2 separate regions of the Pan troglodytes genome follow, and region 1 is linked to region 2. The links are chromatin contacts, called in public HiChIP or PLAC-seq maps. All regions are on one chromosome and are shown on one strand. The core of a region is the stretch at or near the end of the contact, and the rest is flanking DNA. Distances in the headings are between cores, read along the strand shown.

Region 1 (2,879 bases), core at 187-2,686, 250 kb after region 2:
GTTTGAAAGCTTTCATGATAAAAAATTTTAAAAAGTCATTATGTTTTCAGTTCATCACCACAGTAATGACCAAATCCAAAGCACCTTTATTAGGCCTATCATGCACTATCTTGGTGTGGGCTCCCGCTCTGCCAAGAACCACACAACCTTTGAAACTGATGTCCTGGGCCTGGCGCAGTGGCTCACGCCTGTAATCCCAGCACTTTGGGAGGTTGAAGCGGGCAGATCACCTGAGGTTAGGAGATCGAGACCATCCTGGCTAACACAGTGAAACCCCGTCTCTACTAAAAAAAAAAAAAAACAAAAAACAAAAAAATTAGCCAGGCATGGTGACGGGCGCCTGTAGTCCCAGATGCTCGGGAGGCTGAAGCAGGAGAATGGCGTGAACCCGGAAGGCGGAGCTTGCAGTGAGTCGAGATCGTGCCACTGCACTCCAGCCTGGGTGACAGATTGAGACTTAGTCTCAAAAAGAAAAAAAAAAGGAAAACTGATGTCCTGGATACTGGGGCGGTTCCTTTACCTTCCTTCAAGGCTGTTCTTGGCGGGTTCCTGCTGTTTCGTTTTGTTTTTTCTTTGTTGTTGTTGTTTTGAGACAGAGTTTCGCTCGTGTTGCCCAGGCTGGAGTGCAGTGGCATGATCTCGGCTCACTGCAATCTCCATCTCCCGGATTCAAGCGATTCTCCTGCCTCAGCCTCCCGAGTAGCTGGGATTAAAGGCACGCGCCACAACGCCCGGCTAATTTTTTTTGTATTTTTAGTACAGATGGGGTTTCACCATGTTGGTCAGGCTGGTCTCAAACTCCTGACCTCAGGTGATCCGCCCACCTCGGCCTCCCAAAGTGCTGGGATTACAGGCGTGAGCCACTGCGCCCCGCCGGGCTCCTGCTGTTTCAACCCATTCCTTGGATGGTGCTGCCTCCAAGTGTTCGGACCTTAGCCCCAGGTGGTCTTATTCTCCACCAGTAACCCCCGCTCCAACTCCCTAAAGTCCGACCCGCCCCAGGCCCCGCCCACGCTCCACCCTCCCTCCCTGTCTAGCCCCCTCCCCCATCCCGTTCCCCCTCCTTCGCGTCTCCCCATCCGGCGCCCCCGCCTCGCGTCCCCTGGGTCCGCATCCTGGCAGCCTCCGCGTTTCCCTACCCCTGCTACCGGGCTCCAGCCCCGGGGACGCTATCTGCTTCACTCGGCCGTGCGCGCCGCCACCGCCCCGCACTGCCTTTTTCTAGGCATGGGGTCATCTAGGCCATGCATGATTCGCCCCTGCCCCACAAAAGTCCCTGAGGGGTCCTGGCCGGACAGCACGGAATAGAAGAACGGAAACTCTCCCAAAAGGAGTCCCAGGCCTGGCTCTATCCCTCCAGATGACGCCCCGGGAGGCCAGAGTGCAGGGCCGGCCAGAGAGAGTCACAGTCCGGCACCGAGAGGCAACTCGGCAGCTGGCGGGGCCCGGGCTCGAACCCAGGGACTCACCGAAACCGAGGTGACCGTCGCACGCGCCGCCGCCACCGCCACCGGGGCCGACGAATCATCTGCCCTGGGAAGCTAGGCCCGCCCTCCCCCCGCCCCCAGCTGCTGCCTCACCGCTGGGCCCACAGGCCTCGCGCCCTGAGTTTCCGGCTCCTCCCTCCTTTGCGAACGCTGGGAGTTCCGTTGCCTACAGGCCGTTATTTCCGCCTTCAACGGCTGGGGCATTTCCCATCGGCTAGGGAGGGGGTCTTCTTGCATTTGCTTTGCACTGTCCGGGACTCTTCCTGCTAGATGACTTGACCAGGCCGAGGCCTCCCTCCTGAACACAAGGTCTTCGGGGCTCCTTTCGCCAATGGGAGGAGGCTGATCTTGTGGCCGGGCATTCAACGCCCTGGGCCCTGCCGCCTCCCGCAGATCTTCCTGGGCCTTAGGGCTTCACCTGGAGTCCCCTTCCCCTCTTGGGCCCGTGCTCTTAAACGGGCAGTGCCAATTGCCTGGATTACTCCAACTAACCCCTCACACCCAAGTTTCAGACACAGACCTTCGCTCCCCCACTTGCCCTTAACAAAAGCAGATCCATACCTCGATTACTGCCTGTTTGCTGCTTTTGCGAGCTTCTTTCCCACTCGGCTGCGGGCTGAGCAATGGTAGGGACCTGGCTTGATTCCTATTTAAGTAGCCAGAGTCCAGCACAAGGGATGGCGCTCAGTAGACCCTGCGTGAAGGAATGATTGAATTGGTGCAAAAGACTAGGGTAAGCGGCAGAGATTTAGGAGATTAAGTCCTGCTAGGGTGTAGCCTCTGCAGGGCGGGAAGGCTGAGATTACAATTTTAAAACTGAATATTTATTGAATGCTTACATTCAGCCAATCCCTGCTTCACACCCATCATCTCATTTAATTTTTTCCCTTTTTTTTTCTTTTTTAAGCCAGTAGATATTAACTCTCAATCATGACATGAGGAAGTAGACACACTGAAGCTCAGAGAGGTTAAGTAATTTGGCCAAAGTAACACAGCTTTCAAGGAAAATGTTTGAATTTGCTGAAAGTTTGATGTATAGAGAAGTTGACTACTGATGTATGACAGAAGCAAAGTATCCACCTTTGGCACATTTTGCGTCCACGGAATGCTAAAATTTGGACTTGTGTATTTTATGCACATTACACCATACATTCAGACTAAAAAGAATAGGAAATTAGGCTGATGAAAGGCTATTACTAGACTGGTAAAAAGGGTTCTGAGGCCCTGGAAGGCCAATTTTTCTGGACGTGAGATTTTTTTTTATTTTTTTGAGATGGAGTCTCGCTCTGTCGCCCAGGCTCTGGAATGCAGTGGCGCAATCTCCGCTCACTGCAAGCTCCGCCTCCCGGGTTCACGCCATTCTCCTGCCTCAGCCTACTGAGTAGCTGGGAC
Region 2 (3,216 bases), core at 690-3,189:
CCAGGAGATATTTGCTGAGCCAGTGAAGGGAGGAAGGGATGGTCTCTGCCTTCTTGTAGCCAGGAAGAACAGTCTTAACCCCAGATTGGGAGTCAGTCCAATTTGAAATAGAAGCTGTGTGAACCGAGTGAGTCAACTAACCTCTACACATCTGTTTCTTAATTTGTAAATGAGTATAAAGACCTACTAGATAGGAGTATAAGGACTAAACCTGATAAGGGTGGAGCATGAATAAGACACTTAACAGTGGTTATAGCTGGGGAATGGGATGGGTGATAAGGAGAGATCCATTACTTTAGAACTGTTTGAAATGTTTTCCTATAAGTTTGTATTATACACAATAAAAACTAAGGACCAATTGCACAGATGCCCAAGTGGCAACTTCCCTAGTCCTGAAATCCTGATACCACCCTGTGGGCAGAGCAACTCAGCTGTGGCTTCTCCAGAGTCCACAGAAGAAGGGCTGTAGTCATTTCAGGGCTGAAATGTGGCCATACCTGGCCCTAGGACAGGGTTCCTCACCTGGACAGGTTCTCCATCACGCCACACCAGACCTTCTCCATCACTTTCCCAGCAAAGGTGAACTTCCTGGCCCACCCATGCCTCTGGGATGGTCAGCTCCACCCGGAACCAGCAGGTCCACCATCTGCAAGAGAGCTGTTGTGATAGGCCTAGAGGTAGAAGTCCTATCCTGATATCCTTCCTTGGATAAAGTGTCGGCAGGGGCTTGAAACTCTCCAAGCATCTGCAGTGTCACAAGGTACTCAGCTTTGAGTCACAAGAAAGGAGCAACAAGGTGAGAAGCAAGATGAGGGAAACAGGCAGAGGCGTCAAAGGTTCGTGATCCCTAGGGTGCCCTTCCTAAGAGATGTCCAGAGGCGGCCACGTGGGAATGAAAACCATCCCCTGAAGACCCAGGGACCAGAGAGCTGTTCCCAGCAGAGGGTGCTGCTCTGTCTACGGCAGAGGGCAGACAACGAAGGTGTGGCTGGGAGCTGGGTTGGGACTTCCCCTAGGCCCGTGGCCCCGCCCACCCGCTGGGCGTTACCTACGTGGGTCCGAAGCTGTCGCCGACCTGCGCGGGGCGGAAGTCCCGCTGGACTGCCTCCTGGTAGGGAAGTCTCTCCGGCGTCAGGAAGCTGGAGAGCACAGCCACAGGGCAGCTGGCCCCAAAAAGCCTGCGTGGGACGGGCCGGTGGGCACATGCTGGAGGCCGCCCCGTTTCCGCCTGGGGACCAGCTGGCCGGTGGGGCCGCACTTTCCCTGGATCCTCCGCCAAGAGGGCTGCCTGGCCGCTCCGCGGCACAGTCCATTCCCTAACCCCTCCTCCCCGGCCCCTGCCCTGCCCTGCCCTGCCCGCGGCGGGCACTTTGTCCCGCGGCCCGGGTGGCTGCAGCTTAGGTTTCTCCCCGGAAGGAAAGCTTGAGGCGCACGGTTGCGGTCGGCCGGCTGCGGGAGACCAGGGGCCACACCTGCCGCGGAGGTTACAGTCGGTAAAGTAGAGCGGCGACACGAACTTCTCCACCCGCTCCAGCGTGGTGCGCCAGTGCTTCAAGGCCGGCGCAGCCGCCATCGCCGGGCTCTCGCTCCTCTTTCCGGAAGGCCCCTGGCGCTACCGTTCCGCTCCACGGCAGGAAACCAAAGGTTCCGGCGTCCAGAGGGCGCCTCCCAGTCCCGGGCAGCTTTTCTTGGAACACGGGCGGCTCTCGGAAGCCCAGCTGCTGTCTGAATTTTGAGCCGAGTTGGAAGCTAGAAACTGTTTTTGAGGCTCTCCTATGTTGTCCGAAATAGTGGGCCGCAGGGAAAATCTCAAAATAAAATGGGAAATTTGACGATTAGAACTCTCGAAAGTCTCGAGACAGAGACTTAGGCCATTCGGCAAGACAGGCGGGAGCCTCAGCTGCTGCAGACCCAGCCTCAGAATCAGCAACCGGGAGACCTCTGGCTCTAGCTGTCGGTGAACACGGAAAGTGGTGTTTGCTTAACGTGGAGCCAGACTACCCGGAATAGGTGTTTTCATACCGGACGGAGATCAGGGTGTTAGTGAGCAGGGAGGTAGAGCTTTACGCCCAAGTTACTACGACTTACTCGATTACACGCTTTACTGAATATATATTGCTAACTCTTGCACATCACCAGAAACTCTGGAGTTTGAGGTGGCAGAACAGTCATGGCATTGACGATCCCAATGGAAAAATGTATTTCACCATACAGGACTGTAGAGTCCCGGGAAGCCATAATACCAGAAACAGACCTCCAGTTTCATTCTCATCCCTAGTACTCCACTGACAGCTTTATTTTTTTCTCCTGGGGTTGCCAAGAGTCTTTGTCTATAAAATCATTAGGAACAAAAAAAAAATACACAAGATTAGCCCTGATATTTTAATGGAAATACTGACCAAGTTTACAACATTTCAAATGCAGATCACACGGAAAGGTGACTAAGTACAGAATAACAAATGTGATTTAAAATAAAGATAACCTGCTGCTGCATATAATACAGGTTGGGTTTAGAGCTTGGAGCTCAGATGTCAGACAGCAGGAGGAATAAAAATGCTACTTGTGAAAACCCAGGCTGTAGGTAAAACTTACTCTTTTGTTGGTTGCACTGGTGGGTTGGGACTTTCTCCTGAACTGGCCTTGAAATCCTATCCGGACCTGCAGGCAAGTGCTCTGGACAAAACACTGCAGGGGCAGCAACAGCTGGGGCTGACCCTGATCACACCCCACCAATTTCCCCTATGGTTCCAGGTCAACATGACCTTTCTTGAGGGAACACGGGGATAGGTGAATTATTTGAGAAAACCTCAAGATCTTTCCCCTAAATCAGTACACATGACCACCGCCAAGTCAGACACTGCCCCAGCTTTGCCCTAAAATCTCATCCCACAAAGCTCTTTTTGGCACCCTACACTTTGGCTCAGTCTCTTCTCCCCAGTACAAAAAAAGCCTAAAATCAGGCCAGCTCTGGTGGCTCACACCTGTAATCTCAGCACTTTGCGAGGCCGAGGTGGGAGGACAGCTTGAGGCCAGGAGTTTGAGACCAACCTGGGCAGCATAGCAAGACCCTGTCTCTACAAAAAGTTAAAAAATTAGCTGGGCGTGGTGGCATGCAGCTACTCAGGAGGCCGAGGTGGGAGGACTGCTTGAGCCTGGGAGGTCAAGCCTGCAGTGAGCTATGATCGTGGCACTGCACTCCAGTGTGGGTCATAAAGC

What was found. HiChIP or PLAC-seq counts read pairs in DNA pulled down with a chosen protein or histone mark.
Region 1: an H3K4me3 HiChIP or PLAC-seq map of stem cell-derived excitatory neurons shows a contact between it and region 2, with 4 times the contacts expected there. The contact joins the promoter of SNUPN here to the promoter of MAN2C1 in region 2. A contact is called at or near these places in 1 of 7 Hi-C or Micro-C datasets (induced pluripotent stem cells), 1 of 1 datasets of contacts at active chromatin or transcription factors (stem cell-derived excitatory neurons) and 1 of 1 other capture datasets (stem cell-derived neural stem cells).

Annotation. Positions count from the first base shown.
Region 1 is chr16:67,553,734-67,556,612 of NHGRI_mPanTro3-v2.0_pri, forward strand. It overlaps SNUPN (snurportin 1), which reads right to left and starts at 1,437. Exons shown (of 9, transcript NM_001328317.1): 1 at 1,140-1,437.
Region 2 is chr16:67,302,916-67,306,131 of NHGRI_mPanTro3-v2.0_pri, forward strand. It overlaps MAN2C1 (mannosidase alpha class 2C member 1), which reads right to left and starts at 1,940. Exons shown (of 26, transcript XM_016927213.4): 1 at 1,473-1,940; 2 at 1,053-1,178; 3 at 523-646. The coding sequence starts at 1,573.